Regions from separate parts of the Mus musculus genome. Here all the other regions are linked to region 1. A link is a contact called in public promoter capture Hi-C data. All regions are on one chromosome and are shown on one strand. Each heading gives the region's core, a stretch centred on a gene start, on an enhancer-like site or on the middle of the called end of the contact. The rest is flanking DNA. Distances are from core to core; before and after follow the strand shown. Region 1 holds the start of Akap9 (A kinase (PRKA) anchor protein (yotiao) 9). Region 2 holds the start of Steap2 (six transmembrane epithelial antigen of prostate 2). Region 3 holds the start of Cldn12 (claudin 12). Region 4 holds the start of Cdk14 (cyclin-dependent kinase 14). Region 5 overlaps Cdk14 (cyclin-dependent kinase 14).

Evidence for each region. Promoter capture Hi-C pulls out the DNA fragments that hold promoters and counts their contacts.
Region 2: a promoter capture Hi-C map of cranial neural crest shows a contact between it and region 1. The contact joins the promoter of Steap2 here to the promoter of Akap9 in region 1. A contact is called at or near these places in 3 of 39 promoter capture datasets (cranial neural crest, frontonasal cranial neural crest and liver).
Region 3: a contact with region 1 is called in a promoter capture Hi-C map of liver, with 7 times the contacts expected there. The contact joins the promoter of Cldn12 here to the promoter of Akap9 in region 1. A contact is called at or near these places in 4 of 39 promoter capture datasets (the 3T3-L1 cell line, cranial neural crest, hippocampal neurons and 1 more) and 2 of 115 datasets of contacts at active chromatin or transcription factors (astrocytes and extraembryonic endoderm stem cells).
Region 4: a contact with region 1 is called in a promoter capture Hi-C map of hippocampal neurons, with 7 times the contacts expected there. The contact joins the promoter of Cdk14 here to the promoter of Akap9 in region 1. A contact is called at or near these places in 3 of 39 promoter capture datasets (3T3-L1-derived adipocytes, cranial neural crest and hippocampal neurons).
Region 5: a contact with region 1 is called in a promoter capture Hi-C map of liver, with 3 times the contacts expected there. The contact joins the enhancer-like site here to the promoter of Akap9 in region 1. A contact is called at or near these places in 7 of 39 promoter capture datasets (the 3T3-L1 cell line, 3T3-L1-derived adipocytes, frontonasal cranial neural crest and 2 more) and 1 of 115 datasets of contacts at active chromatin or transcription factors (stem cell-derived neural progenitor cells).

What each region holds. Positions count from the first base shown.
Region 1 is chr5:3,924,375-3,930,477 of GRCm38.p6, reverse strand. Akap9 (A kinase (PRKA) anchor protein (yotiao) 9) reads right to left here and starts at 2,292. Exons shown (of 48, transcript NM_194462.2): 1 at 1,988-2,292. The coding sequence starts at 2,035. It overlaps Gm51438 (a long non-coding RNA gene), which reads right to left and starts at 1,889. Exons shown (of 2, transcript XR_003955841.1): 1 at 1-1,889.
Region 2 is chr5:5,691,885-5,697,987 of GRCm38.p6, reverse strand. It overlaps Steap2 (six transmembrane epithelial antigen of prostate 2), which reads left to right and starts at 3,899. Exons shown (of 6, transcript NM_001103156.2): 1 at 3,899-4,030. The region is part of intron 1 of Gm40262 (a long non-coding RNA gene); the gene reads right to left.
Region 3 is chr5:5,511,080-5,517,182 of GRCm38.p6, reverse strand. It overlaps Cldn12 (claudin 12), which reads left to right and starts at 2,207. Exons shown (of 4, transcript NM_022890.2): 1 at 2,207-2,418; 2 at 3,932-4,021; 3 at 6,061-6,103.
Region 4 is chr5:5,378,091-5,384,193 of GRCm38.p6, reverse strand. Cdk14 (cyclin-dependent kinase 14) reads left to right here and starts at 3,943. Exons shown (of 15, transcript NM_011074.3): 1 at 3,943-4,159. The coding sequence starts at 4,069.
Region 5 is chr5:4,956,873-4,962,975 of GRCm38.p6, reverse strand. The region is part of intron 10 of Cdk14 (cyclin-dependent kinase 14); the gene reads left to right. Among named protein-coding and RNA genes, the nearest start is that of Fzd1, 200 kb to the right of the region's middle. Within about 2 kb of position 3,150, at least 15 of the 459 cell types and tissues checked have an H3K27ac peak or open chromatin away from gene starts, as enhancers often do. A contact at or near this core is called in liver, where this site is marked.

The DNA of each region.
Region 1 (6,103 bases), core at 1,043-3,542:
GTGTTTTGGCTAGAGGACTGGACAGGACGTCCCACGGGTCTGTCTGTCCCTTTCTCCCAAGCCCTGCATTACAGATGCATGCCACCATGTCCAGCCGTCCAGCTTTGTGTGGGCGCTACAACTATGAACCCCGGTGTACATGCCTGTACAGCAAGCAGTTCACACAGTGAATAGACCACCTATCTCCCCAACCCCACAAAGACAGCATTTTGAAAGACAAAGAGACATGTGTAGAAACCACATTCACAATCTCTTCTAAAGATAAATCCAGTATCTATTGGCAGCAACTTAACCCTAAGACAGGTCTAGTGAAGGCAGACAAAGCTCAGCAGGAGTCCCTCACACATATTTAGCACAGAATATATTTAGGGAAGGGAGTAGAAATTATGAAGTAGTCAATAAGACATCTACCTTATCTGGACACAGTAGCTCACACACAGAATTCCATCGCTCTGAAGGTTAACACAGAATTGCCCTAGAGTCTGAAGCCAGCCAGCCTGGACTACACATTGATCTCTAGGCTCACCTGGACTATAGTCTAAGATTCTGCTAAAGAAAGAAAGGGTGGGAGAACAAGAGAGGAAGACTGCACACTACACCTCCAATTCCTTCAATGCTCTGAGCCCGGTCAGTCCCTTGGGGTGCACAATGGGAAGCTAAGCTGGGCTTTCCCTCCATTTATAGAATGCCACAGAGACACATTCAAATCTTGACCTTACACAGAGGATGCTTATGGGAAACCAACTAACTATATTCTAGAAATACAAGATTAGCTATTGCACACACTCCTTTAACAAACTAATGCTGAGCATGTACCAACGTCTCTCTCCAGTAGGGCCCTTCACTCATTACTGACCTGCTTCCTTTGTTAATGATGTGAGAGAAGAAAAAAGAAAGGTAGGTGCCTTCGTTAGGGTTACTATTGCTATGATGAAACATCATGACCAAAGCAATTTGGAGAGGAGAGGGGTTTATTTAGCTTACAACACTTCCATATCACAGTTCCAAACTAACAAGTACAATAAGCTTAAAATATAACTTAATTATTCCCAGTAACAATAAGGTCTTAAAAAAAGGCACTATATCTTAAAGGTAACTTCATTTTTGGGAGCAAGGAGGTCCAAAGGTAAGCTCAAACAGGTAATTTTACAAAGAAATCATTCTATTCCATTCATAACAGTGTCAAATTATTTAGTAAGCCCACTGGAAGATGCCTACATATAAGTCTGGATTATACATGACTTGCCATACCCGCATACCCACACAAAATCAAACTTACCAAATACATAATAACAAATACATTATCTAAAACAGCAATTCTGTAGGTGTTTTAGTCTATGGAACCTTTCGATGCCCCGAAGTTCCATTCCACACATTACAAAAGAGCCTGCCATGACAAAGACCTCAAGCACGAATATACAAAGAACGGCAAAAACAAAAACAAAAAACAAAAAACAAAAAGAACGCCCCTACAGCCAAGTTCACAGCTGGCACTTGTGGCACACTCAAGACACTGCCGAGGCAGCTGTCACAGGCCAATCACACACACACACCAAGAGTGCCAGCGTGACACCTCAAGAAGGCAGGCTGATGGTCAGCGCAGGGGTGTTCCCGGAATAAAGAAAACCCTAAACCCTTGCTCCGGAAAGCACAAAGCCTGGCCGACTCCCTGAACTCCCTTCAGAAAGTGAAAGGGTGGTGGCTGCGAAGCAATTCCTTAGCAGTTAACAGCCGGGGTGAGAGGGGGTTTTGTGTGGCACCGGGGAGAAAGGAACCAAGCCGAGCGGTGCAGTCATCAGGTCTCCAGCAGCAGCAAGAGAGGGCGGCTCTTCAGCCCCAGCCGCAGCCCCCTAGCCCCAGCCGCAGCCCCGGCCCCGGCCCCAGCCCCAGCCCCAGCCCCGGCCCCGGCCCCGCGGCCCGGCCTCTCCCCCAGCCTCCGCCCCGGGTCACCGCCTCCCGACGCGGCCCGTGGCCGCCGCGCTCCTACCTTCGCCTTGCCGGCTGCCAGCTTCCTTTGCCTCTCCTCGTCCTCCATGGCGTCTGCAGGGTAGGCTGGGACGCAGTGGAGAGGAAAGATCTGTTTAGAAAGAGGCGGACAGAGCTCCGTGGCCACCCGGGACACGCTGGGCGCTCACCGGCGACTCGTGCCGGCCTGCACGGGCCCCGCGGTCACCGCCGCCATCTTCGTCTCCACGTAAACACACGGCGGCCGGCGGGGCGGAGCGGGCGGGCGGGCGGCCGGCGCAGCCGCGAGCGTGGCCCGGCAGGTGCTTGTGCGCGCCCGGCTTGACCGGGGCGGAGGGAGGGTCAGGGTCCGGCGGCCCGACACCCACTGCTCCGGGGACCCGGTGCTCGGAACACGCCGCGCTGCATTTCCAATTCCAAAGCGACCGCGGCCTCACAACAAGGAGCCGCAGTGGAAAGGGCGAGGGCGGAACCTCCCCCCTCCAACCCGGGGAAGCCTGATCCTTCCTTCACCCCAAATCCCTCCCTCAGTTCCCCCACAGGTTCCCTCTCAACCCATAGTCTTCTCCTTCGCCTTGCGCTGGAAGAGCAGCCTACGGTAGAGCCTTCTCCCAACTCTTTGTTCTCTGGAGTGAAGCTGAGACACTCCTAGGGGCTTCCTTCTCCTTGGCAACTGTGTTCCTAAGGAACTCGAATTCGGAATCTAAGTTGGGAACAAAGCCAGTCTACCCTAACTTTCCCTCCTCCAGCCCCCCATTAGTTATTTATTCACTTTACATCCTGACCTCAGCCCCCCTCTCCTCCCATCCCCCCCACCCCACCATGACCCCTCCTGGCTTACCTCTCTCCCCTTCACCTCTGAGGTAGACATTACCTCAGGTAAAGGGCTGGAAAAAGGTTTTCCAAGCAAAAGGGACTATGTTAACTTTGAACTTTAAAGACCTTAAAACAGCTATGGTTCTCTGACTTTACCTGGAGTTCTTGGACGAGCTGCCTAATATTTATGACTGCTCCTGGAATGTGAAAACACTCAAACCTTTGTCCTTTCTATTTCTTGAAATGGCTACTGTGAAAGATTATGCCCAATAAACTTTGTTACATTTTATTGAGCCGTGCTTATAAATCGATTCTTAACATCTTTCCTCCCCCACCTGCTCTGGCAATCCTTTCTTTCCCTTCCCTCACTCCCTCTTTCCCCTCTCCTGCCCCTCAAATCCATTTCTGGAGTGAACGAACCATTTTAGTGTCTCAGATTGAGCCTTTCTTCTTTGTTTTAACATAGGTTTGGACTGAAAAATTAGCAGGTAAGAACTAAAGATATTAGTTTAATCATAGAAGTAGTGTTAACTGGATATACATATGAAAGGGGGAGACTAAAAACCTTAGCTCTATCAGACACCAAAAATGTTTCTAGTACCTGTAATTTAGAAATCTTATATTTCAAACATAATTGTGCCAACCTAAAACAATCAAGTGTGTATTTGCCCCATTTTCTCAGCTGGAATTGGGGACGTGAGAACAGACACCTCATCATAAGAATAAAGGAAAGTAAAAGAGGCTGATCTAAGAGAGGCGTGTTTTTCTCGGGAGCCCTTTGTGGCTCCAGGTCTAGAATGAAGTGTTCTAAACTGCCTGGAGTTAAGTGATGCTCGGTTGATTCTGATTGCCTAGGAGGAGCAAGCCCAGGATATCTGACAGACTTCCTGTTTGTTAATGGGCTCTCCTTTCTCAGTGGCTCAGCAGGTCAACTCTTTGTTGCAATCTGTTCCATCTTAGTAACTAAAGATGTTAGTGATCTGCTAAATGTTGCAAGATTATTTCTGCATTTCCCTTTAGATCACTTATATCAATTATATGTACCTGTCTCAGGCATAAACGCTGCTCAGTGACATAGCTGATCTATTAGAAGGGCACATCTGTGGAATTATGGCCATCTCTTATGATACCTGTTCAATCGTGTCTCCATGTCATGTATTCATATAATTCAGACAAAAGGAAAATGGTGGTTTATATGCCTCCTTTTATAGAATAAGAAACAGAAAGCTTGAATGGTTAAACCACTTGACAACTTCCCATGGTTAGGTAATGGAAGTCATAGCTAGTGCTGCCAAGCCGTGAATTTGAGTCTTTTTCTATTTAGCTGTCTATGTCTCCAAACAATAAAAAAAAAAAAATTAAAAAATAAAAAGGGTCAGGATTTGCAGAGGCTCTTTTGTATGTGTGCTCTGAGTGCACACGTATGTTTACATGTGTGGAAGTCAGATATGTATTCATGTGCTTCTGGATGCTGGAGGTTGGCCTTGGGGGCTTCCTTAGTCACGTTTCACATGTGGATGGAGGCTGGAACTAAGACCTTGACAATGCAGCTACTCTAACTAGCCAGCTTCACGGGTCCTACCCATCTCTCCCTCTTGAGCTTGGGGTCACAAGCATGTTACTGTGACTGTTCAGCATTAACATGTGTGGGGTGCAAACTGTTCCTCACACGTGTGAGGCAGACACTTTTCCTACTAAGCCACCTCTGCAGCCCCAACAGTGGGGTTTTAAGGGACTAAATATATGTTTATAAAATGTGCTCAATAAAATAAGTTTCAAAATGAAAGTCCTTTAAAATAATAACTTATAAGACAGAACTATAACCATTAAAGTGACCTATAATCTAAATGAAATCAGAGAAATTTAAGGTACTACTATTACCAAGGATGCAATTATAGGCCAATAATCCAAGAGAGTGCAATTAATTACTGACTAATAGAATATATGAACACAAAATTCAGATCTGCAAGGTCTTTTACATCAGTAAGTAGTTGCAATATATTAAACTGTGAGTTACCAAATATTATGGCAAAGGCCCATGTAGTCTTTCTACTCAGGATAAAATACATTTACTCTTTTTTTCCCCTTTTTCTTTTTTATTAGGTATTTTCCTCATTTACATTTCCCATGCTATCCCAAAAGTCCCCCATACCCTCCCCCTCACTCCCCTACCCACCCATTCCTACTTTTTGGCCCTGGAGTTCCCCTATACTGGGGCATATAAAGTTTGCAAGTCCAATGGGCCTCTCTTTCCAGTGATGGCCAACTAGGCCATCTTTTGATACATATGCAGCTAGAGACAAGAGCTCCGGGGTACTGGTTAGTTCTTAATGTTGTTCCACCTATAGGATTGCGGATCCCTTCAGCTCCTTGGGTACTTTCTCTAGCTCCTCCATTGGGGGCCCTGTGATCCATCCAATAGCTGACTGTGAGCATCCACTACTGTGTTTGCTAGACCCCGGCATAGTCTCACAAGAGACAGCTATATCAGGGTCCTATCAGCAAAATCTTGCTGGTGTATGCAATGGTGTCAGCGTTTGGAGGCTGATTATGAGATGGATCTCCGGATATGGCAGTCTCTAGATGTTCCATCCTTTTGTCTCAGCTCCAAACTTTGTCTCTGTAGCTCCTTCCATGGGTGTTTTGTTCCCAATTCTAAGAAAGGGCAAAGAGTCCACACTTGGGTCTTCCTTCTTGAGTTTCATGTGTTTTGCAAATAAATACATTTATTCTAAATAGAAAGTTTTGTATTACTCTTGCTAGATAAATTGCTGAAAATTACTATGGCTACTGGGGTGTTGAGTGAATCAGTCTTGCTGAGTGAGCTACAAGTGTTCAGATCACTCTTAAGACTAGGTACACAAAATGTTTACCTAAGTTAGACCAGCACAAAATCCAAACCAGTTTTAGCTCTGACTTGAAGAGGAATGTAGACACCTCATCCCATCTTCTCCTCCTGGCCACCAACATGTCTGATGTGTTACGGGAATTCAGGTCACTCCATGAGACCTCTCCTGCTGTATTTGCTTCCTTCTTACAAGTACCAGGAGTAACTCTATAGCTTGGAAGATAACATCCTGGGATGGCTTACATAGCACCACATTGCTTGCACAAATCTTCTACTGCCAAGGGTGATCGGGGTACATGTTTTCTTTCAGTTTTTAAGGACTCAAATGAATACATCTTATGTATATTGTATATTTAAATTTTTCAAATTTTTAAATATCAAATATTTATCCCTACATAGTTTTATCTAAGAAACTAGAAATGTAACTCCATTTTGAAGATCCATAAAACACTTTTGTTTTCAAAATCCAAAATC
Region 2 (6,103 bases), core at 2,650-5,149, 1.8 Mb before region 1:
GAGAGACAAACGTATATTCATATTTTCCATAAAAAATTAAATTTTCATACAGATAAATAGGATACTATCAGAAAAATAATTGTAAAGAATCTTGCTATTTTTAATGTGTATGTATCGGTGTTTTGCTTGCATGCATGTATATGTACCTCATACATACCTAGGAGGCCCAAAGAGGGTGCCAAATACCCTGGAACTGAAGCGGCTCACAGTTGTAAGGTATCACATGGGTTTTGGGATGTTGAACCTGTGTCCTCTGGGTGAGCAGTCATTGCTTTAAACTGCTGAGTCACCTCTCTAGCCCCATAAAAGTCATTTTTAATAAATTCACACTTTGGAATATATCTTAAAGAAATGTTCTTTTAACTTAATATCCCAAAAGTAAGGTATGTAAAGCTGTTAAAGCAGTATTACTCATAACAGAAAAGGAATTGGATTTTTTTTTTTTTTGAGACAAGTGTCACATTATGTACCATTGACTGTTCTAAAACTCTCTATGTAGACCAGGCTGGCCTTGCACTCACAAAGGTGTGCCTGCCTCTGCCTCCCAAGTTCTGAAAATAAAGGCATGTGCCTCCATGATGCCTGGCTGGAAAACTCATTTTCTTAAAGCTTTGTGTTAGACTACTATATATCATATTATGGAATACATAACCATTAATAATTTTCTCTCTCTCTGTGGTGGCACTTGCCTTTGATCCCAGCACTCTGGAAGAGTTCAAAGCCAGCCTGGTCTACATAGCACATCCCAGAACAGCAAAGGCTACACTGTGGGACAGGCTTAAAGTGGGCAGGGACTGAATTATGTTGATGAAAAGATGTTCATGAAATAATGTTAACTATGAACTATGTTTTGTACAGATGCACATTTGCTTTGTTTAATTGCTTTATAAGTGTTTTATATTCGGTCTTTGTTTTATTCAATTGTTCTATTAGTATGAAAAGACACCTTGACCACAGCACCTGTTATATAGGGAATCATTTAACTGAGCCTTGCTGACAGTTCAGAGGTTTAGTCTGAACATGGTGGGAAAAATGGTGTCATGAAGGCCAACATGAGTTGGAAGAGCTGAGAGTTCTACATCTGAATCAGCAGGCAGCACAGAGAAACACAGGGCCTAGTTTAATCATTTAAACCCCAAAGCCCACCTCCAGTGACACACTTCCTCCAACAAGGCCACACCCACTCCAAGACCACACCCCCTAATCCCTCCCAAGTAGTACCACTTCCTAATGACCAAGCATTCAGATATATGAGCCTAGGAGGGACTATTCTCATTCAAATCACCGATCTATTTCAGTTATCTTGAAATATATAAATATGCTTTCAAAAGTAAAAAGTAGGTAGGTTACTCAGTTTTATGTTTACTGAATTGTTTAATTTCACAAAAACAGAATTTCATACAAAAGTCATTCTATCAATATACACTGTTCACAAAGACTCTTTACTCTCAAAAAATCATCTTTGATCATCAGCAGTGTGGGCTAAGTGAATGTCTTTAGTGTAGATAGTCATAGAGCCTTGAGACATTAATGTACACAATGGCTCTCTAGAGTGAGGATACTGCCTATGATTTACCCAAAGTCTACTACATGTAACAGGCCTTGTGCACATTTTATTTGCACCTATTTAATAAAATGTCTTCACCCACAGTGATGGTTTGTAAATGCTTGGCCTAGGGAGTGGCTCTATCAGGGAGGTGTGGCCTTGTTGGAGTAGGTGTGTCACTGTGGGCATGGGCTTAAGACCCTCATCCTAGCTGCCTAGAAGTTCGTGTTCTGTCAGAAGCCTTCAGATGAAGATGTAGAACTCTCAGCTCCTCCTGCACCATGCCTGCCTAGATGCTCCCCTGCTCCCACCTTGATGATAATGGACTGAACCGCTGAACCTGAGAGCCAGCCCCAATTAAATGCTGTCCTTTATAAGTCTTGCCTTAGTCATGGTGTCTGTTCACAGCAGTAAAACCCTAACTAAGACACCCATCAAACAATAAATTTTGAAAGACTTGTAGTCACTCTGTGTCCTGCTTTGTTCAAGAGTGCCTGACACCCAGGACACAAAGCTCTTGGTGAATGAGAGCCAGAGAGCTCCAGGTGCTTAAAGTTCCTTTAGGCGCTATCATCTCAAAGTTATCCACTTGTATAATAACTTCAAAGGAGAAATTATGTTAACACCTCTAGGCCACTAGAGATTTATTTAATGAATTATTGCTGTGCTTCAGTGGAATAAATTACTTCAGGGAACTGAGGACACTTCTCAGAGAGTGCTTCATGACCTGGAAAAAAGGCTTGCGAAATCAACTTTATATACTTTGAAACTGTAACTGGAAATCACTGGTAAAGATGGCCACCGGTTCATGAACTGGACCGGGAGCCATCTTTGGAGCACTTTGGGCCAGCCTGGCATTTTCCACCCATGGAGGATGTTTGCTTATTTTAACAGTTCAAGTATGAAAAGCAGATACTCCTTCTGGAAATTGTTGACTCATTCATTCTTTTGGGAGGCAAATGGTTTCGCATACTATTTTTTTTTTTAAATAAACAGAGTCCATGTCTCAACAGCTTTTAAAGATATTTTAAATGTACAACTTACCTGTTTTCTGTAATAACTTATGGCTTTGTACAACTGAGAATAAAAACGTGATAACCTTTGCTAGACCTTATGTAATGCTTTTGTTTATGTGATTGGAAAGCTACATCTTCTCACCAAATGCTAAGGACACAGCAGTTTCCTCCACTGGTCCTCCAAAAGTGTTAGAAATACCCTGCTGTTTTCACTATTTGACAGTAGTTGAAGTGAAACAATAAACACTGATATAAAATGTAAGGATTTTTTTTCTCCCCGTTACCAAAATGGAAAGTATTTCCCAGTTGTCAGTCTTTCCCCCTAATACATCACTAACAGCGGAGTTTGTGCCTAAACTTTAAACCTCAGCTGTATGTATTTGGGGGTGGGGAAGAGATGCTTTTCACAAGGATCAAACAAAGAATGTTTCCCAGGTTGAACTTGCAGAGGTTAATCTGTGTATGCCTTTCAAAGGGGAAAGTGCAGTGCCCTGAGGATCGATCTAAGACCCTCTTCTGCTTTTGTTCTGATTTGTCTAGTTAATAAACCACCAAGAAAGATAATTTTTAAACCTAATTTGCTGAAATGAGAATTTACTAACGTCTGAGGGTGGGGGAAGTAAATTTGACAATTTTCGACAAATTGGTTTTATATTAAAAAAAAATCTCCACTGACACTTTTGACTAAAAAGGTAAATAAAAGATCCCCATCTACTTGTTAATCCAAAATCGGGGGGGGGGGGGATTAGAGAAAGCAAGGTGCCCTTACACAGCTCAGCGAACCCTGGATGCTCCAAGGCCACTGCAGCTCTCCGCAGGCACGCTGGTCTCCTGACTCGGCTTCACCTTCCAGTCCGCACAGAGCTCGGGGGCACCGGCGACAGGGAAGGTCAGAGTCCACAGACTAACCCCTACAGCCCACGGCTGAGAAGGGCCTCCAGTCCCAGGGAGTTTTAAAATGCGGTTCGTGGAAGGGCATTTCTGATCATTCCCTTTCAAGGACATGATGCAGCCGAAAGGGAGAAAAAAAGCGCACTTTCTTCGAGGTTTGTGTGGAACAGAGTAGGGAGAAGGGGGGTGGACAGGGAGGAGGGCACTAATCAAAGCCAAGTCCGGGGCGGCGTGGCGAGCGTCTCGGAGGTAGTGGAGTGTAAACGCGGGCGGGATCCACGTAGGGCTGCTCCCACGGGGGGTCTCCGCAAGATCGCGCGCAGGCGTGGGGACCGCGGCCGGGTGGGTCCCCACGCACTCTGCCCCGACCGACCCGCGCCCCCCTGCGCGTCACCGCCAGCCCTGCCTCCGCGCGCCTCCTCCTGCTCCACCTCCCCGGCGCGGCGCGGTCCGGCTCGGGGGCAGGAGGAGCTTGGGCGGGAGGAGCACTCCGTAGGCCCGGGAGCTCGGCGGGCCCTCGGCGCGGGGGAGCCACGGCGCTGCGCTGCGAGCGTGGCTCGGAGAAGAGGGCGTGGAGGTGAGCCGGGTGGCCAGAGCGCCGAGGTGGCCGATCCGGGGTCGCCGAGCAGCGGGTGCTGTGCGGGAGCCGCATCTTTCCTCCCGGATTCCGGGGGGGGCTTGGAGCTGGCCAGGGGGCGAGTGGGAGGGGTGCTGGAGGGCGTCCGTCGCACGCATTCCGCCCCCTTATCCCCGTCGGTCTTCCCAGAGCTCTGGGAAGTCCTCGGGTCCGGGCCCAACAGAAAGGAGGCCAGGAGAGACCTTGTCCCAGGTCGGATGTGCCCGAAAGGGAAAGGACCCGCAGGTTACTTTTGCCAGCCACTTTGGATTGATGCGGCACTTTTCACTGTCGTACAGCACTGCTTGCCAAACAGGTAAATAATGCCTGCAGTGGCTTTGCTTATAAACCCGGTCATGTAATCCGGGTGTGCTCAGGCCATTTTGCGTTTAGAAGTAATTGGTCTGGTCTTTCAGTGTCCTTAATTACCTCTGCGTCCCGTGTTCAGCCTCAGCTGAAACTTGTTGAAAATTATGCCCTAAAAATCTTGTTCTGAAAATAACATAGGGAGATAAAGAGATTTTATTTTTCCTGTGGTCGGGGAGAATTCCATTTATTATCTTCACTATCCTGTGAAGCAGGATTGGTGTCAGTGTTTACTCTTCAGGCAGATTGTTTGTTTGTTTGTTTGTTTTTAAGTAGAAAAACTTATTCTGACCCACATTTAATTATCGCCCATCACTGTAGGTGAAATAAAATTCAGACTCCTGCCCCCACTTCAACCCTCAGTACTTGATTACCTAAAGCCCCAGTTAACCACCCCACTGCTTGCAACCTTCTTCTCTCTAGTCTACCCTACCACCACCCTTTTAATAGTTTTTTTAATTACTTATTTACTGAGTTGATGTTTTCTTTGACACTGTACTCACCCCCCCCCCTCCATCCCCCGCATCCTCAAGATAACCTATTTGGAAACGTAAGATAGGAAAACCAGAGTGTTTAGCTGCACCGGGGCAGCTATCAGGCTGCCTGGAGATGCTCCTGAGATGGTGGCATTCACTGCGGTTTCTGCCTCTCAGCTAGTCTGGGCGGGGTGGGCTGGCTGGGGCTGGGGCTGGGGGGCAGTTTCAGCAGTGATAAGTTAGCTAATTGTGAAAGATGGGAATGAGGAGCTTCATGAAATCACTCTTATTGTACTGGTACTATGGAAAATGCTCTTCTATTGAATGAGCATAATTGTACTTTAGCACTGGAACAGAGCACAGATAAAGGCAGAATTTTAAAATGATTACACATGATACAGAAAAAAGAGAAGGGTAAAGATGCAACGAAAGCTCAAAAGGCTAGGCCTGTGAGAAAAGAGGCAGGCAGAATATCTGGAGGTGCAGTTACTCTTTGCTCAGCCTGTAACTATGACTCTGAGGTAACCAAGACATTGACATAGACATAACATTGACACACCACTTAAATCCTCTGAGGCCTTTTGGGCCCACGGATCTTAACCATGGGAAAGAGAGATCTGGCCTAGAGCCTCATTACATTTTCTTTGGCCTTGGTGTTTATAAAAATGCATTTAGTGACAAAGAACATTCATTGCATACATAGTTGGTATGTGCCAGGCAGAGTGGATAGGAGTGTGTGTGTGTGTGTGTGTGTGTGTGTGTGTGTGTGTGTTTTGAGGATTTAAGTAAACAGTCCAAGAGCAAATAAGCACTTCTTTAAAACAACTCCCCGGGAACTTAACAGGGGCTGGAAGATGCTTGGTGAGTAGGCTGGAATCAATCACATCTGTAGGAGGCAGAGTCGGGTGGAAAAGAGATCTGTTTTTTCCACTTCTTGAAAAGAATTCTGGGGCTGGGCAGTAGGAAATATGGGGCCATCAGGATAAGGCTGGAGAGGTGAGCAGAAGCTGTCATATTTGGGACCTTTTGGGTCACAGTCAGGTATGAGAAGAAGCCGTTGACTTTTAAGGAAGAGAAATATTTTATGCCATTTGTGTTTTAAGGGGACCACAGCTCTTAGGTAGAGAGTGGGTATAGGTAAAAAGTGAAGAGAGACTGAAAGGTAAAGATAAGATACTGGCAAGCGAGGCAT
Region 3 (6,103 bases), core at 958-3,457, 1.6 Mb before region 1:
CTTACATTTGAGAGTACAACCCATCACTGTGGCACTGGCATGGGAGGAGAGGAGCCATGAGGCACCTTGTCCACACACAGGAGGCAGAGAAGCTGGGGTCAGAAACAGGACTGGGGTTACAAGACCTGTGTGCTAGAGACCCACTTTCTCCAGTTCTGCTTGGGGGCTGACTGTTTCTTGCCTTAGATAGACTCGTTCACCATCTGAAGCAATATGGCCATCATGAGAAGAGGATAGCAGTGGACAGATAATAGACTTTTCTCCCTTTTTGAGTAAAAGTCCAGTTGTTACTATAGCAACACAAAATGGAAAGTATCATTAGCCAAGTCCTTGTTATATGTGAGGTACTGTTGTGCTTTTCTATGTTTTCCTTCTTATAAGATTTAGATTAATTTAATTTTCATGATTTTCTGGCACAAACACACTGTTCTACAGATGGAGACCATAAAACACAGCGGGTCTTCTTGTCCAAGGTAACAGCAGGGCAGAGTCAAACAAGAATGGGGTGGGATCGTTTACAGTCCTGTCAACTCTGAGAATTGAGTATCCTTTTTTGAGAAATTGCAAGTGAGAAGCTACAGACCATTTAAATGAATAGTATACAAAAAAAAGTGTGTACTTGCTTAGATTCAAAAGTTGTTCCCTAGCCTAGAGGTTCTTTGCAATTGATACCTACTAGGAAAGAGATCAGTTTTATCCAAAAGGACATCAACCACAGGAGCAGTTGGCTACTGCAATCAAGACTCCACGTCTTCTTGATTAGATTTGGTTTGGGACTTTTTGTTTGCTTTATTGAGTTTTGTATGTTTGATAAATAACATGAAGTTGGGTGGGTAGGGAGGTGAGAAAGATCTGAAAGGAGTTGGGGGAGAGGGAAATATAATCAATATTTGTATGAAAAAATTAAATAATAAAAAACTTGTCATCACAGAGGCCTGGGATATGGGAGGCGCCCAAGAATTCTATGGGGGTGACCTTAGCTGTGACAGCAATGGAGATTTGGAATCTGAAGAGCTTACTTCCTGTAGCGAGACAGGAACCCTGGTGGAGTGATAGAGACACCGATCCACACATAAAACTTTCAACCCAAAATTTATCTTGTCTACAAGGAATGCAGGCACAGGTGATGGAGCAAAGACCATCCCATAGGCAAGCAACAATCCCTGACACTATTAATGATACTCTGTTATGTTTGCAGACAGGAGCCTAGCATGGTTGCTCTCTGAGAGACTCCAATCAGAAGCTGACTCAGACAGACGCAGACACCCACAGCCAAACAGTCTCCAGAGCTTGGGGACTCTTACTGGAGAATAGGAGGAAGGATTGCTGTGCCCTGAAGGAGATAGGAACTCCACAGGAAGACCAATGGAGTTAACTAACCTGGACCCTTGGGGCTCTCAGAGTCTGAACCACCAACCAAAGAACAAACACAGGCTGGACCTAGGCCTTCCAGCTCATATGTGGGCCCCAAACAACTGGTGTAGGAGCTACCTCAAAGCTGTTGCCTGTACTTGGGCTACGTACCTGGCTGGGCAGCCTTGTCTGGCCTCAGTGGGAGAGGAAGTGCCTAGCCTCACAGAGAATTGAAGTGCCAGGGTTGGGGGGTCGAGAGGGCTCCCCGACTCAGGAGAGGGGGTTGATGGGGATAGGGGCAGTGTTCAGGATATAAAGTGAATAAGAAAAAAAAAAGATAATTAAAGAAAAGAGTTGTCAACATCGACAGTTTTTGTTTCTCTATTTGTGTGTATGTATATAGTGCGATGGAATCAACTGGAATTCACAGGCATCATTTTTGCTCTTTTTAACTTAAATACTGTGTATGAGTCCTTTGACATATTTATCTGCACAGGATGCACATATCAGAGAAGACGAGAGAGGATAGCTGATGTGTAGAAGAGTCAAATTAGAATACTTAATAATTAGTTTTATGTATGGAATTTTGCTGCAGTAGGGTATCTTTTGCCTATAGTTAACCCCAGAAGTAACAAGCAAAGTGCCCCTTGTAAATTTGTGTGGCTATGGAGTTAGACCTTTTTTTTTTTTTTTTTGCACTTAATGAACAACTTTTGATTGAGTAACCAAACGAATCTCAAATTTGTCCCTCATGCGTGTGATTGAGAGCATTCTAAAGCAAGCCGTAAACCTATCCCTAATAAGGTGCAAGAGGAAACGAGGGAGGCGGGACCCGGAAGAAGGAGGTGGTCTCAGGAATTGGCCCGCGGCCAGCGGCCCGATGGATGCTAGGAACTGTAGTTCCCGGCAGCCAAGGTATTCCCGAGCGGAGCCAGGGGAGAGCCTGACTGGTTCCCTGAAGCCTCCGGGGCGGCTTCGCCAGAACGCACTTCCGCGGCAGCGGAGGGAGACCAAGGAGCCGCGGCTCGGAGTGGGTGAGCGGGATGCCCGAGCCGTGAGGAGCCGGTAGGTGTGGTCAGGGACGCTCCCGTTTCCGAGTCTTTTGCAAGTAGTTGAAGGTGTTGCGTGAAACGGCGAAGCGGCGGCGAGTCGGCATTTGAAAGGTTGCCCACATGGGTGGACGTGGAAAAGTGGCCGAGGAGGTATTTGGTACCGCGTTTACAACGTTTTCGTCCCCTCCGAGGAGTGTGGAGCCGCGTTGCCGGGGCAGCCGAGGGCTGGGGGCGGGCGGGGGTGCGAGCTGCGAGCTGCGAGCTGGCTGCTATTTTGGACCCAGCGGCTGACGGCGCTGGTTGTGTAACGCTGACCTGCTCGCTCTCCCCACGCACCGGGCAGGGGTGGGCGAGCGGCGAGCGTGCGCCCGGGGAGGGCTCACGCCATTGGCTGGGCGCAGCCGCCCCCCCTTTGCCAGGCTCGGCCGCTCGGGGTCTCCTGAGGACGCGGCTCCCACCCGGACGTGCCGATCTGGCTGCTGCTGTCCCTCGACACTGCCCTGCTCTGCGAAGGGGCTAGTCTTCACTGCAGAACTGCTATGCCAGGTGACCTCATGGCAAAGGTTGCCCAGGGGTCCGATTGGGGTCATTGATTGTAAAACGAGCCCTTCTGACTTCGAAGCAACAATCTTGATTGATAACAACTCAAGAATCGTAGATGGGAGGTGGGGAACCTCGATGGAAATCAGCACCCAGGCCACATCCTGCATAATTACTGTAATAGGGCCAGCGATAAACGCCTGGATCCAGGAAGCTGCCAGGCGTTTATGAGTTTTTCACTCATCCTACCTGTTTGAGTTAACTAGTATTCCAACAGGAAGTCACTCCTCTTTAGAGATATGAAAACATACCAAATGGCAGGTTGAGCCAAGGACGATAGATACCACACAACATAAACTAAAAAGGACATACTAGTTGCAAATTTTAGGTTGTACAGAGCAGATTAGTTTTGTCTGGTTTTATGGTAAATACCGTCTTTTAAACATTTTAGAAAACAGTGCATTTCTTTTCATTCCAAGGCAACTGCATGGTGCTTTCTTTCACCGTGCTCCTTATGACACGGTAGGCAGGAACTAGATCTTGAAAAATAAATCTATTAATTTTTTTCTTAGATTTCTAACCCAGTAAAGTGATTTGTGATTTTTAATTTTAGCCTTAATTATCCCGAACTTTCAAATCACAAAATAAGAGTTATTTTCCTTTGAGGCTCATATCTAATAGTGAATATAAGAATAAATTGCCTGTGCTATTTTTTTTGTTGTTGTTGTGTTTTTGTTTTTGCTTTGTCGTGGTGCTGGCGTTTGAACTTTGGGCCTTCTACATGATGGGCAAGCATTGTAGCTGAGCTACACCCCTAACCTTAAACTGCCTTTTTGAAAAACTTATTGCTTGCCTGTTTGGCTGTAGCATTTTATTATTAAGTCTAGACAATTACTGCCCCCCCCCCCCCCCCAGTTATATGTGAGTTAAAATAGAGTTGCGAAGGAAGGACTGTAGTAATTTGGAGCATTTTTCTACTTTGGTAGGTCCAGATTATCTCTGCTTTGTGTGCAGATGTGCTCCTGTTGCATCTGAGTTCACTAAGCTGACTTTGGAGGATCAGGCACAGGGAAAGGGTGAGTATGCCCCTGTCCCTGGTTATATAATGTTTCTGCTGTCTCAGTCAGGAACGCTGCTGTTCTTCTCTTCTTCAGCAAAATAAAAGTGTAGAACCTTTGTGGGTACAGTGATTGATGGTTACAGTTTCCAAGAAGACCCAAATTATAGGTAGAAGGGATAGCCACTGTTAGCATCAAAAATTAATTTAGTGGCCATGAGACATACATTCTTTTGTAGTGATTCCTTGGAATTGTCTCTGAAAAAACTATAATGGTTTTGAGAATTCCAAAAGCTCTTAGCCACTATTTCTGCATCAGCTTTCTTTGAACTCTCTTCAAAGCCAGAAAAAATAATCTTTTGAAAGTATTTTTATTCAAAATGATACCATCGATAACATTGATAGACTAAGTTTTCTTCTCTGAAAGTCACTCTGGAACAGATGACAAATGTGGAGTCACTGTTTTAGAACAGAATATTTGATTTGGTCAGTAACCACACCAAAACAAAAGTTCTGTCATTATTGCTAGAAAAATCTTTCTTTCATTTTACAAAATTGGAGAGACTGTTTGCCAGTAAGTAGCAGAAACAGACACATAATCGAGAATCAGCCTGAGTGTTTCAGAGGCGAGGGTGTGGGGACCTGTCCCAAATGAAATGAATTCAACTTCCACTAAAGCAAATTTATAATTTCCTCTGTACCCTAGCTAGACTCATATGGACCAGCTATGTATTGACTCCTTCAGTCAGTAAGTAATGGAGTACTGTCTGTGTGTCAGTAGGAAACTCAACAAATCAAACACAGGGATCTCTGCCCTGAAATTCACAGTCTGTTGGGAAGGAATATCTAAACAAGGAATTGTAAGCATTTTCACTGCTACCAAAGAAAACGTAAAACCCCGCTGTTCACGTCATGCAGCTGGGGATGGAGGACGGCTGTGACCAGAAAGGGAGGGGTTAGTAGGTCTCCCAGCAACATGACTGGATGTCAGTTAAAGAATATGGTGGGGCTGAGGAAGTCCTTAAGGCTTGGAGAGCTGGCTTAGCAGTTTAGAGCACTTGATGCTCTTTCAGAGGACCTGGTTTGGTTCCCAGCACCCACGTGGTAGCTAACAGCCAACTCCAGTTTCAGCGGATCTGGCATCATCTTCTGACCTCAGACATTGCATGCATGCGATGCATAGACACACATGCACTCACATAAAAATAAGTATTTAAAAATAATAGTTTGGGAGACTATACCATGTGACGTAGCTATTAAATTAAAAAGTGGAAAACCTGGAAAGGTTAAATGGAAAGTTTGGAAAGGTTAAACAGTGTGGTTACATAGACAGCTGTATAAGGTAAGAGTGGCATAGAACGAGGCTGAGCATGGCGGAAGCCAAAGGGTGTGCGCCTCAGGGAGATTGGACGTTTTTAGAGACCTAATTATTCAGGAAGTGGGAAACTATTGTGTGGAAACAAGTGAAGTGACAGATCACAAAAATACTGCTCTGGACACAGAATTCATCAGCATAGCACAAGTGTCTCAAATTTGATCAAGTCTTAATCTGCAAGTCAGCAATATTTTTTAGTTTTAGCACTAAATAGATCATTTCCTATTATTCCCTCTATCACCCTTTGAGACATTATGTCACCAGTGGGATGAGACTTACTATCAAATTATAGATGTATAGAGTTAATAACAGGATAAAAAGTGAAATGACCAAAGGCGGTTACAAGATGCTAAACATGAATTCCAGCACTAGGGTTGAACCTGAATCTTGAGGCCATTAATGTTCTTTTTCTGAAACACAATTCATGGTATCTCTGATGACTCTATAAAACTGTTAGTCCTTGAGAGTTTAATTAAGCATATGCCACCATACCAAGTTCAGAGAAGTGATATAAAATATAACATCAACTTGAAGGAAGGTATAAATACACTTAGCACTGAAGTAAGTGCTTGGTCTGCCCACGTCCATTGATGCTGTCTGGTGTCTGTCAGCTGAGGGCGGCAGGAGAGTAACTAACAAGGCTGGATGTTCTGACTGTGCTTCTCGCTGCCTTTGGGCTGCAGGGATCAGAGGCGCAGACAGGCTGCTTGGAGAAACGCTGATTAC
Region 4 (6,103 bases), core at 2,694-5,193, 1.5 Mb before region 1:
AGATAGCCGGAATGGTTAAATTAAGCCTTTTGAATTACATGTACCAATTTCACTAATGACTCCTAAAAAAGTTATACAAACTATCTAAACCATGTGCTCCCTCATTTCCTGAATGTGTTCAGAAATGAGTGATGTTTGATCCCAAGAATAATGAACTAGATCAACGTTTCAGAGTTCTTGGAGGATATTTAATTCTAAAAGTTTCCACCACTCCAGTAATTATGCTGATTGGATGTCAGTCTTTAAGCTTTAACTGTTTTCTGGAAGTTCACATCAGTGAATGTAACTATTTTTCTACCTTTGTCCTTGGCTTCCTTGTTTCATGGATTTCTTTCCCCTGACTCTACCTTTGTGTATGGTTGGTTAAGCAGCAGTGAGCTGCTTTTGATGGTTCTTTGATCCTAATCAAACCCTGCACTCCCTGCCTATTTGGGTTAGGATTGCTAGCCTTCACCAACCCCCGCTGTTTCCAAGAGGATGTCCTCCCACCCCTACCCCACAAGACCTCCCCACTCCCTGGGGACTTTAAGTCTTTTGAGGGTTAGGTGCATCTTCTCTGAGGCTAGACCAGGCAGTCCTCTGAGGTACATGTGTTGGGGCCTCATGTCTGCTGGTGTATGCTACCGGGCTGGAACCACAATATTGTCTAACAAATGCACAGTTTATGTCTGCGGTGACTAGAAGTGATGGACATTAAACCACATGTAATTTTGCTTTGTTTATCTATAAAGTATGTTTTGTACCTTGTATATCAACCTTTGTGTATCGAGGGTGTAATCAGCCTTTAGTATGTAAGCTGAGAACGGGGTAATGCCACCTTCACATTTTTGTAGCTAAGGCGACACCTGAGCTTATCCAGCTTAAACCTTTTCCTTATAGATAAGGAAGTAGATGCATTACTCTTCTCAGGTTCCACAGCACATATTGATGGAACAGGAATGAAAACTCATGCATCCTGGATCCACAGCCAACTTCTTCCGGCCTACCACATTGCACTGGTGAATTTGGTTGAGTCAGCACTTGCCAATTAGTCCCTAGATAAGCTTATGTCCTTGTCTTCAGATGTTGCGCACGCACGCACACACACACACACACACACACACACACACACACACACACACGTTGAACCCTTAAACAGAAGTACACATATCTCAAAAGCATGAAGTTAATTTCCTTCTCTATTCTGTAGGCTTCCTGCATAACGTGCCAGTGTCGTACAAACATGGAGCAGAAAGCTGGCTATTCAGTTGCCAGGGTTCACTTGGCTTGTCACTGGACACAGGTCTCATCTGCCAGATGTACTGCTCTGCTTTAGTGCACAGGGCTGGACGTCTGGAGTCGAGACAGAAAAGGGAAATTAATACCCATGATGTTGTAAGTTAGTATTTTTGCAACATAAAATTAATGCATTTGGGGGGCAAAATACTCAGATTCTACTTTCAAGTATAACGTCTAAGGACAAAGTTGTGCCCCATCTAGAATATTCTCTTAAGTTTCTCCTTTTGTTTCCAGAAATTTCGTAAATTTCAGAAATGTATATATATATTTTGCATATTTTGCCACAGCTTAATATTAAATGTTTTCCCCTACTAACCCTAGATATAGTGACACAAGTTCATGTTATTTTAAAAAACGGTCACAAACAATAGCTTTGTATGCATAGATTGTAAACTGGCTTTTCAAAGTTTAGAATATTAGAAATATTGGGAAGGTAAAAAGGATGTCACACCCATGCACGTGCAGGTACATGCACAGCACACATACACAAAGGCTATCACACCCATGCACATGCAGGTACACACACAGCACATGTACACAAAGGCTATCACACCCATGCACGTGCAGGTACATGCACAGCACATGTACACAAAGGCTATCACACCCATGCACGTGCAGGTACACGCACAGCACATGTACACAAAGGCTATCACACCCATGCACGTGTAGGTACACATACACAGCACATGTACACAAAGGCTATCACACCCATGCACGTGCAGGTACACGCACAGCACATGTACACAAAGGCTATCACACCCATGCACGTGTAGGTACACATACACAGCACATGTACACAAAGGCTATCACACCCATGCACGTGCAGGTACACGCACAGCACATGTACACAAAGGCTATCACACCCATGCACGTGCAGGTACACGCACAGCACACGTACACAAAGCATGCCGGCTGCAAACACTCACTACTGAGCCACGACACTGGGCCTGTGTCTCTCTGTACTCAGATCAGACATTTCTAAAGGAGACAGCAGTACAGCTGCAGATACATAGCGCTCTAAGGTTTTATCATTAGCTATTTTTTCAACTTTGTTGACTGGAAGAAGGCATCAGTGTTTGGATCTCTCTCCGTCTCTTTTTTCTCTTTGTCTCTATCTCTCTGTGTCTCTGTGTCTCACTCTGTCTCTGTTTCTCTCTCTGTGAGTTCAGTTGTAACTGCTAATTTTCTAATTAGTCTGACCAAGTGGTAAATGTCAATAAAACTTTTTTTCCTGCATGAAGCCACAGTTGGTGCTTTCTGTAATTACTGAGATATGGCTGTCAGGACCCAACATCCCTGCGTTTAAACTCTCTTGACTTTGCTATGGATTCCTGGCTCTCTCCTGTTAGGGGCTTGGCTTGACTAGCTAGCAGCTTTTTATCAGTGGCAATCTACCAAAACCCTGTAATGTGCTCAGCACAGGGCAGAACAAATCAGTGTTCTACCTCACAATTTAAGGAAGGCAGGGGGCTAGTTTTTGTTTTAAGATAAACATCTTTCGACAAAACACAAACTCCCCAAAACTTCCTTTAAACTAAACAGCATTGTCACACCCACAAAAGCTCCTATTACTTACCCAGCCAGATGACTCAAGATCACTAACGTTTCTTTCATAAGGACTTTGCTGGCCCATAATCAGTACACCAGGCCAACCCCCATCTTCCTTCACCCTCCCCTGGGAGACTGACGTTTGGAGCACCTCATTTATTAGAAAAAAAAAAAGACTGTTTTCTGCCGGAACTGTTTGTCCCGGGGCTTTTTAAAAAAGCCACTCTTAAGATCCTTTTCAAGTTCATTCACTGAAGTGGGGAAAGGAGGTGACAATAGGTTGTAAGTTTACCGATGACCAGAGTATCCTGCTGAGGAGTCACCCACAGTGACATTCCTGTCACCCAGAGACAGGGCTGAGGCAAAACGCAGGTGCCCTGACTTCTAGAAGTTCCGGGGTGGGGAGCATTTTCAGCTTTTGCACTGTACCCCAATAAAATGGGGCCTCTCCTGCCCTTTGGAGCACCCACTTTCCCTGCAAATTAAAACCAACCACCCCACGCCATAAAGTCTATCCTAAACCCGAATGCGTCCCCAAGGTCTTCGAGCACCTCGTCGGACACTCCCCAACATTTCCGGGTCGTGGGCCAACACGGACCGCACCGGGTGGACTGGCCCGCCTGCGGGCTGCGGTCCCGGAGCGCGCGGAAGGAGCGCGGCCGCGGCGGGCGGAGCGCGGGCGGCCGGGAGGGGGCGCCGCCCGGGCGCGGCGGGTCCGGGAGGGCGGCGGAGGCCTGGGAGTCGGAGTCGGATTCGGAGCCGGAGCGCGGCGCGGGGTCGCGCGGGGGTCCCGGGCGCCAGGCCTCCGGCGAGGGCAGTCGCAGGTCTCCGTGCAGCGCCGCCCCTCGGGCTGGGGAACTTGTCCCGCTCGCCCGGTCCGCAGCCGCCTGCGCCTCCTCGTCCGCGGACCCCCATCTCCGGCCGCGGCCGCGCGGCTCTTGCTTACAAAGGAGGGAAAATGCGGCGGGCGGCCGCGCAGCGCGGGGGCCCCCGGGCGGCGGGGATGGCGGCAGCCCCCGGCACCACGTAAGACGCCCCCGCGCGCCCAGCCTCGGCCCAGGCCCGAGCCCCGCAGCCTGGCGAGCGCTGCGCGTCGCCCGCGGCCCGCGAGGAGGCGGAGGCGGAGGAGCAGGACGAGGCGCCGCCTTCCCCGCGCCGCGCGCCCTCGCCCGCCGTTGTCTGCGCTGCGCTGCGCTGCGCTGGACCAGTTTCGCGAAGTTGCCGGGGCCCTACGCCGCCCAGATGTGCGACCTCATTGAACCGCAGCCGGCCGAGAAGATCGGCAAGATGAAGAAGTTGAGGAGAACTTTGTCCGAGAGTTTCAGCCGCATCGGTGAGTGTAGTCGACTGTCCCCAGTGTCCTGCGGGCGATCCCGGGGCTCGCTCCCTCAGTCCCCGCGCCCACTCCGTGCTCCGGGCACCAACCAGGCGGCTGCCACCTCGGGGTGAGCTGCGAACCAGGGATGAAGGAGAGGACTCCAGGCTAGGGCAGGGACCAGCTGGAGGGCCATCCCTCTGCCCCCAGGACCTGGGCTTCGTTCGTGGACTGTCTTAAGCCTCCAATTTGAGTTCCTCCTCCCCGCCAATAGTATCTTTGGCGCCCGCAGTGAACCGGAGAGGGAACACCCGGTCCCCACCGCCATCGGGTTTCTGTGGCCACCTAGGTTACTTAAAGCGAGTTGGTTTTAAGTGCTTAGCCAATAATTTAGCTTTGGGAATTGTTGAAACGTTGACATGTGCCTGATGTTGTTTAATGTACTCAACCTAGAGGAAGTGGGACAGATACCTTGGGACCTTTTGTTCCGTACTCCGGGTCCTATAATTGGAGGTTTGGGTGTTCGGTTTGTAGGTCTTGAAACCTTCCAGCTGCTGTGGTGAAGGGTGAGCTGTGAAGTTGTGGAGACATTTATGAATATGTCTCCTGAACTTGCTCCATTAGTGCAGTCCAGAGGCTATTGTCTTCTTTAAAAAAAAAATCAACCAACTTAACAGAGCATAAACACACAGCATTAACAAAACAAAACAAAACAAAACGCTCAAGGAATGTTTAGGATACTTAATGAATACATGCTATAGGCTGCAGCAAGATGACAGCTGTGTCCGGTGGAATGGGTTTGTTGAATCTTGAGTGTTGGTGGCAGAAAGTGCCTGTAAACCTGGAGGCATAGCTGCTACCTAAACTTTGGTCCTTAACTTTCTTTGATACAGGTAACTGTGCAAAGCAAGGGAATCCTATAAGCCCCAAGCCAACACATGGGAGTGTCCCAGCATACCTTCTGGCCTTTGGCTCACCTGTTATGTTAGTGAAAGTTAATTAATTAATCATAAGCTAATTCCTTAAAGCCCTGATGTGCCAGTGAGTGTCTGCAGTCTGAAGACAGTTTGCATGTATGGACAATGAACTATGAAAACATGGATAAATATTTAGTCAAGCTTATTATTATTATTATTATTATTATTATTATTATCAATTTTGTTTGACACTTTGCTTTTCCTGAGAACACTGTAAATCATGTGCAGAAGTCATATTAGTCGTGCCTTTACTTATTACATGCGTTGAATGTACACAGACTCATTTTTCTGAGTTAGGCCTGTGAGTGTGGAGTCCTACATTCAAGTGAAGTTTGAAGCCAAGAGGAGTGTGAGAGTGAGGTGTGGAGTCTGTGCATTATTAACAAGGATGTTTCAGGGCTGGACCCAAAACACCACCCAGGCGGGTTCTGGAGTCCATTAGGGCCTGTTCTAAAGCACATTAGCTAGATAGTTACTAATGCTAATGATTCCGTTGGAGCCCCTCCAGTTTTGTGTTAAATAATTCATTGCAGTTGAGTCTCAGTAAGAAACCAAGGGTAATAATATAAAAATCCTGTATGTTTAAATAATTTTAGGGTTTGATGGCCAATCAGTACTGTTTGGATTAACTGCAGTGTTGGCAGTAGATATTATAGTTAATTGGGCTTCCTGGATTCCTCGGCTTTAGTCGTGTGAGAGCTCCCTTCTGAGTCTAACGCTCCTCACCAATGCCTGGTATGATTATGTGGCCTTTATGTCCATTCTCTAGGAAACAGTACAGCTCAGTAAAGAAAGCTGATAATGTCTTTATTGAAAGAGGACTCAGAAGAGCAGATCTTACTGTGGTACATTGTGAAAGAAATTATTGACATTTTTAAGTGATTTTTGTTGTGTATGCACCAAACCCAGGATATTTATTAGAAAGAGCACTACTGAAAAAGTCATCTTCTATGTTTTCCCTCACACTCAGAGGCAGTGAACTCAG
Region 5 (6,103 bases), core at 1,901-4,400, 1.0 Mb before region 1:
GTACGTGTACGTGTACGTGTGGAGGCCAGAGGACCTCAATTGTTATTCCTCAGGAATCTTCCACCTTGGAGTTTTGAGACATGGTCTGTCTCTGGAACTCAGGCAAACCAGACTGGCTGGCCAGCAAGCCCAAGGGATCTCGCCTCCTGTTCCTGCCTCCCTGGCACAGAGATTACAAACATGGAACTACCACATCTAACTGGGTTTTGGGATCTAACTCATGTCGTCATGTTCACATAGCGAGTACTTTGCTAACGGAGATATTTCCTCAGCTCTCTCCTTCATTTTGATCTGTTTGTGCATCTGTGTATATGCGCATGTACATGATTGCATGTATACATGTGTTCACATGGGCATAACAGACAAAGGTAGATGTTGACTGTCATTCCTCGGTCTCTACCTTGTAGGTGGAGACAGCGTCTCTCACTAAGACCGGAGCTCGCCAGCTCGCCTGTACAGCTCGCCTAGCAGTCCTCAGGGATTACGTGTCTCTGCCTTCCCAGCACATGCCAAGTCCCCATACTTGCATGGATATCTTCATAGTCTCCTTTGTCTTGTTGTTTTAATGGATATTTTCTCCATGCTTATAGAGGAGTCCGTGGTGTGGCCAGCTCTGCTGAGCCTCACCATTGCTATCTGATTCTGTACTGCGCAGTTTCCAGAAGCTGCACTTACTTCCTTACTCGGGTTCCTTTCCATCTAGACGTTGGCCATGGTGAAAACACTGCAAATATTTGGAAACATCCTCCCTTTCAATCCAGTGCAGCTGAGCCTCCAGCGAGTAATTCCAGCCCCTGTCTGAGGCCCGTGCTTAGGCAGCTTTTACTGCTCGGTCTCTAGGCTCCCCCTACTGGTCGTTTCTATGTAATGCTCTCTGCCTTTTCTTTCTTCAGTCATTTTCCTGTGCAGGATCTCCTACTGCCATATTCCTCACACCAGACACAGCCCAAGCTCTTCTTTGCTGTGTAACAGCATCACCAAAATCTTACCAAATCAATGCATGATTATTGCCTCAAAATTTCTGTGGGTTGGGAGTTTCCAGACTTGGACAAGATGTTTCCTCTGCTTCCTGATTTCACAAAGATACAATCAATGAATCTGCTAGGGCTTGCAAGTTTAACTAAGGTAACTGGATAAGGGTAGACATCCAAGTTCATGTGGTTGCTGGAAACAGTTTCCAGCTGGCTATTGGAGTGATGACTGGCTAGGCTTTTTGCTGGCTGTTGGCTTAGGTCAACCACAGCTTCTTGTCTCTAAATCTTCCGACCATAGCTGTTTGCTTCCAAAAAGCCAGTAAGCAAATAGGACTTTTAACCCAATGGGAGTTATCAACTGACCCAACAATTGAGATCTTACCTTCCTTGTATTCATTTGATTAGAAAAAGTCGCTGGCCACTCCCATGTTCAGTGTGGATACCAAGTGCAAGCATCAGGGGCTCAGCATGGGCTTTTGTTTTTAGTGTAGCTTATGTCTCTTTCCATCATGGAGCACTGAGTAGAGCATGAGGCCTGGCCTTTACGCGTATTGTCGCCAGCTTCCGCTGCACTGGGTGGACAGTTGTTTCTGCTTTGCTAAATATTAAGCACCCTCACCACTTTGGGGGGCATTTGTGATTTAAGCTAGGGTCTTGTGCATGCTGAGTGCATACTGCACACCCTGAGCTATATCCCCAGCCCACCAACCTCCTCTGCTCTGTTCATCTAAAAGTGTAAAACAGCTCTGTAGTGACATTTTTTGAGAATTCTGGGATTTTGGTTTCTTTTGAAAATACAGAAATATTATAAGAATGTGCTTTTGTTTTAATCCCTGGTGTAGGGGTGTGGGGCTGCTTCGTTATCCACAGCAGCTGACTATGACTTGCCCAGTGCGCTAACAGAAGTGTGGTCTTGACAACTGCAGATAATTTTCTGCAGTTGTGTAACCTTTGGAATTCTGGGAAGTTTCCAGAAGATGCATAGATGCTAGGCTCCCGAGATGCAGGGGAGGTGGTAGTTGGTCATTAAGGGAGGTTGGTTGAGGCTTGTTAGTAGCCATAGCCAAAGAAAAACCAAAGAAATAAGTTAGATGCAGGGCTTTCTTTTTATTCTATCCTTGTTTCTCTCCTATCTAGTATTAGGGAGTGAAACCGAGGGGATAAAGGGTGGAAAAAAGAAGAACCCACAAAGTAGCAAAGGCCAGCTACACAATTCCTCTATTTCCACGTCAAGTCACTGATGAAATGCTGAAGAGGGGGCTGGTGTGTATATATGGGTACACTTACACGATACATACCCGCCCAGACACATTTTCATATATGTGTGTGCTGAAAGGGAAAGAATGACAAAGGGGATTCCTGGAGACTTCCCGGTCCTCTGGGAGCCAGGAAGTTCAGCTCTTGAGACCAAGACCGTTGTCTTCCTTGCCAAGTGATCTGCTCTTGAACTGAGCCACTTTGTAGCTCAGCAGCCTTTCCCTGTGCTTCTCGGGGGCAGCAAGGTGCATCAGGGAATAACAACCAACTACGCTAAAGGTGACATACACTGCGCAAGTTACAGTGCAGCTCCTTGCCACTGCATTCAGAAAGAGGGCCCATTGCATTTGCAGTTTGTGTAAAATATAATCAATGAATTTCTCACGGGATGAACTTTGTCATGTTTAGAGTAATTTCATAGGAATTCTTGGCTTCACCTAGTCCCCTATGTAAAGGGACAGCCTTAGTGGTCCTGTCCTGCATTTCACGTGGCGATGACACTCAGGCGATGGAAGGTGGATGCTCTTTGTGGACAAGTGTGGACACGTACTAAACCTTCTTCCCTGGAGCCCTGTACGCAGCCTTTCTCTTCAGTCACCTGGCTGTCCGGTTTTTAGAAGGAAACGAGAGCATTCGTTTCTGTTCTTTAGGAGTACAGAGTTAAATAGCATGGGAAACACACACCTTGTACAGCCTTTATTTTGAAGGCGACTGAGTTCAGTCATGGGCTCCTCCTGATACCAGTTCAAGTCTATGTAGTTTATTCAATAGATATTTAGTGCCCACTTTATGCCGTAGACTTGATAGGCAAAAGAAATAGAAAGTAAAAGAGAAAACAAACAAAGAAATCAGAGTGCAAAGTAAACACTTGCTAAAATTTAATCTGTGGCAGTTGCTATGAAGCTGTGGTGTTGCGTATGACAGGAATCCTGCCCTGGTGCACAGGTCGTGGGACTTGACCTGAGAACAAGGTTTCAACACAGGACTGAAAAATTAATTAGCAGCTAATTACATGGAGAGGGCACAGATGTCCAGACTTCAGAACTGCATGTGGGAACATTGTGTGGCTAACGGGAGAATGTGCCAGATGCAGGCACTGAAGGACCAGTGGGAGAGTATGAAGGGACAAGAATGTGTAAACAATTAGATAAGCGGAGAAGGGGGTTCTGCAGGCCTCAGCCAGCAGCTTAAGTGTGTCAGGGGAGACGGGGTTTGGCCACAGTGTGAAGCTTTTGACTCACAGAGTAACAGTTGATCAAGTCTGATTTTCAAAAGACCAGTTAGGAGTGTGGATGTATAACTTGAAATAAGGTAAGGATGATGACACATAGGTTCCGGGGAGATCCTGGGCTTAGCGAGTAAGTGGGTGTCAAGAGAAGGAGAAAAATGAATATATTTAAGACCATACAGGGACACTAAAATCATAACGTATAATGAAAGTAACATTAATGTGATTGAGATGTGTATAAAAATAGCAAGCAAAGAAGTTTAAAACAGTGTAGAGACTCCTGTCCCATCTTTATATGCATTTGCTCTGCTCTGGGGGCAGTCCTGAGGAGTCCCCAGTCACCTCCTCTATGTGTGCAGGGTAGAACCAAATATGCTCCTTCCTAGCATTTTGTCCTGAAAGCCACCTACCCTGTAGTTCCTTTCTAGGGGTATCTCACTATTGATGGACTCAGTATTGCTCTCCCCTCCTCCACCAACACAGCCCCTCAATCAGCTTTTCTGTCTCTGTATCTGAGATCTCTGCTGTATGTAGCATGGCCTCTCTCAGTGGCTTAATATTTTCCTTTCAATAAACTCCTTTCAAGTAATTTTGCTTGTTCATATGACTTCAAAAAACCAGAGATCCCTTAAGCATTCCCATAATAGAAAACAAGGTAAAATGAAACCAATGAAAATACGTAAGGGGTACGTAATATTAAGTTTGATCTTACCCACCCCGGATCCTGAACCTAAGTCCTACTTCCCTTAAGGGAGTGAGAGCCGAGTGCCTGGGAGGTCGTAAAAACAAACACCCAGATGAGATGAAGCTTTTCTTCTTGATATTCTCAAAAGAATGGAAAGATAACCAAAGAAGGGACTAACGTTTTTATGAAGGTGATAGGTATCATGCCATGTTCTCTTTGCCAGCTAAAGCAGTTTGTAGTTGGGGTTCACATCTCCCATTGTGGGAGAGCTGCTCTAGACCACATATATCTTCCTGCCATTAACACTGGAAACAAGTTGGGGGTTAGACTCAGGAAGTGCCCAACGGGTGAGAGTTGATCAAACCTGAGGGCCTGGGCCTGAGTTCCAATCCCAGGTATCCACGTAAAACAGGCGTGGTCACGTATGACAGCGCTGAGAGTAAGCAGTAAAAGGAGGCATCTGGCAAGTGCGGACTGAACGGGGCGGCATTAGCTACTTCTGGTGCTTATCATGCAGACCTTGTACTCACCAGGTAAGAGCCCCTCCCTCAGCCTCCTCCTGGGACCACCTTATTTATCTCCCAGTTTCAGGCCTACCATGTCCACATGAGGCTCCAGGAGTTTGATGAGGCACAAATCTGGTGTCGTCATACCTCCACATTTATTGTTTATCAGAGAAAGCCACGCCAGCATTCAGTGTGGCTCGATTTATTGCATGCATGGTGTCATGGTTACTGAGCTATGGCTGTAAAGAGACACCATGAACAAGGCCACTCATATAAAAGAAAGCATTTAATGGGGGTGGGGGAGGGGCTTGCTTACAGTTTTACAGGTTAGTCCGTGATTACCATGGTGTGAGGCAGAAAGGCGCAATGTTACATCAGTAGCCGAGGGTTTTATATCCAATTTATGGGCAGCAAGCAGAGAGAGAGAGAGAGAGAGAGAGAGAGAGAGAGAGAGAGAGAGAGAGAGAGAGAGAGAGAGAGAGAGAGAGAAAGAAGAAGAAGAAGAAGAAGAAGAAGAAGAAGAAGAAGAAGAAGAAGAAGAAGAAGAAGAAGAAGAAGAGAAGAGAAGAGAAGAGAAGAGAAGAGAAGAGAAGAGAAGAGAAGAGAAGAGAAGAGAAGAGAGAGGAGGAAGGAGGAGGAGGAGGAGGAGGAGGAGGAAGAGGAAGAGGAAGAGGAAGAGGAAGAGGAAGAGGAAGAGACAGACAGATTGGGTTTGAGGTGGGCTTACTAAGGGCTCCTGTAGTGACACACACCTTCACCATCAAGGCCACATCTTTCTCAAACAGTCCATCAACAGAGGACCAAGCTTTCAAACCTAGGAGCCCATGGAAGCCCTGCGCTTCAAACCACTACAGGCAGCGTAGTAATTACTTGTTTTGTTGTTATGACAAATACCTGACATAAACACCTTTGGAAAGAGACTATTAACCGTGGCGTCCTGAGCTTGAGGTGGCTGGTCACACTGCATCCTCAGTCAGAAAGCAGACAGCTATGGTTTCTGGTACCCAGCTTTCTTCTTATGCAACCAGAACTCCAGCCCAGGGAGTGGTGCCTTCCCACCTATTTATAGCGGGTCTTCCCACCTCACATAACCTCATGATAAGGCATTGCCTCACGGACATGCTAAGAAACTCGTCTCAAGGTAATTCTAGAGTCTGCCAAGTTGAAAATAAAAGCCAACAGGAATAAGTGAGAGGGCATAATTCAGGTGTTAGGATGTACTGTGTGTGATTCAAAGCTAAAGAGGTGGAAATCTATCTAATAAAGAGTGAGAGATGTTTCCACTTCATCCTATCACCCCCTCCAGTGCAAACAGACATTGTTGTTTTTAACCTGAGTTTTTAAATAGACATTCTTATGACTGCTTAAGAACTTAGATAAATAGAAAATGGTTCTCTTAGATTCTTTTATCACGCTGACTAAAATACCTGTCGGAGTAACTTAAGGAAAGAAA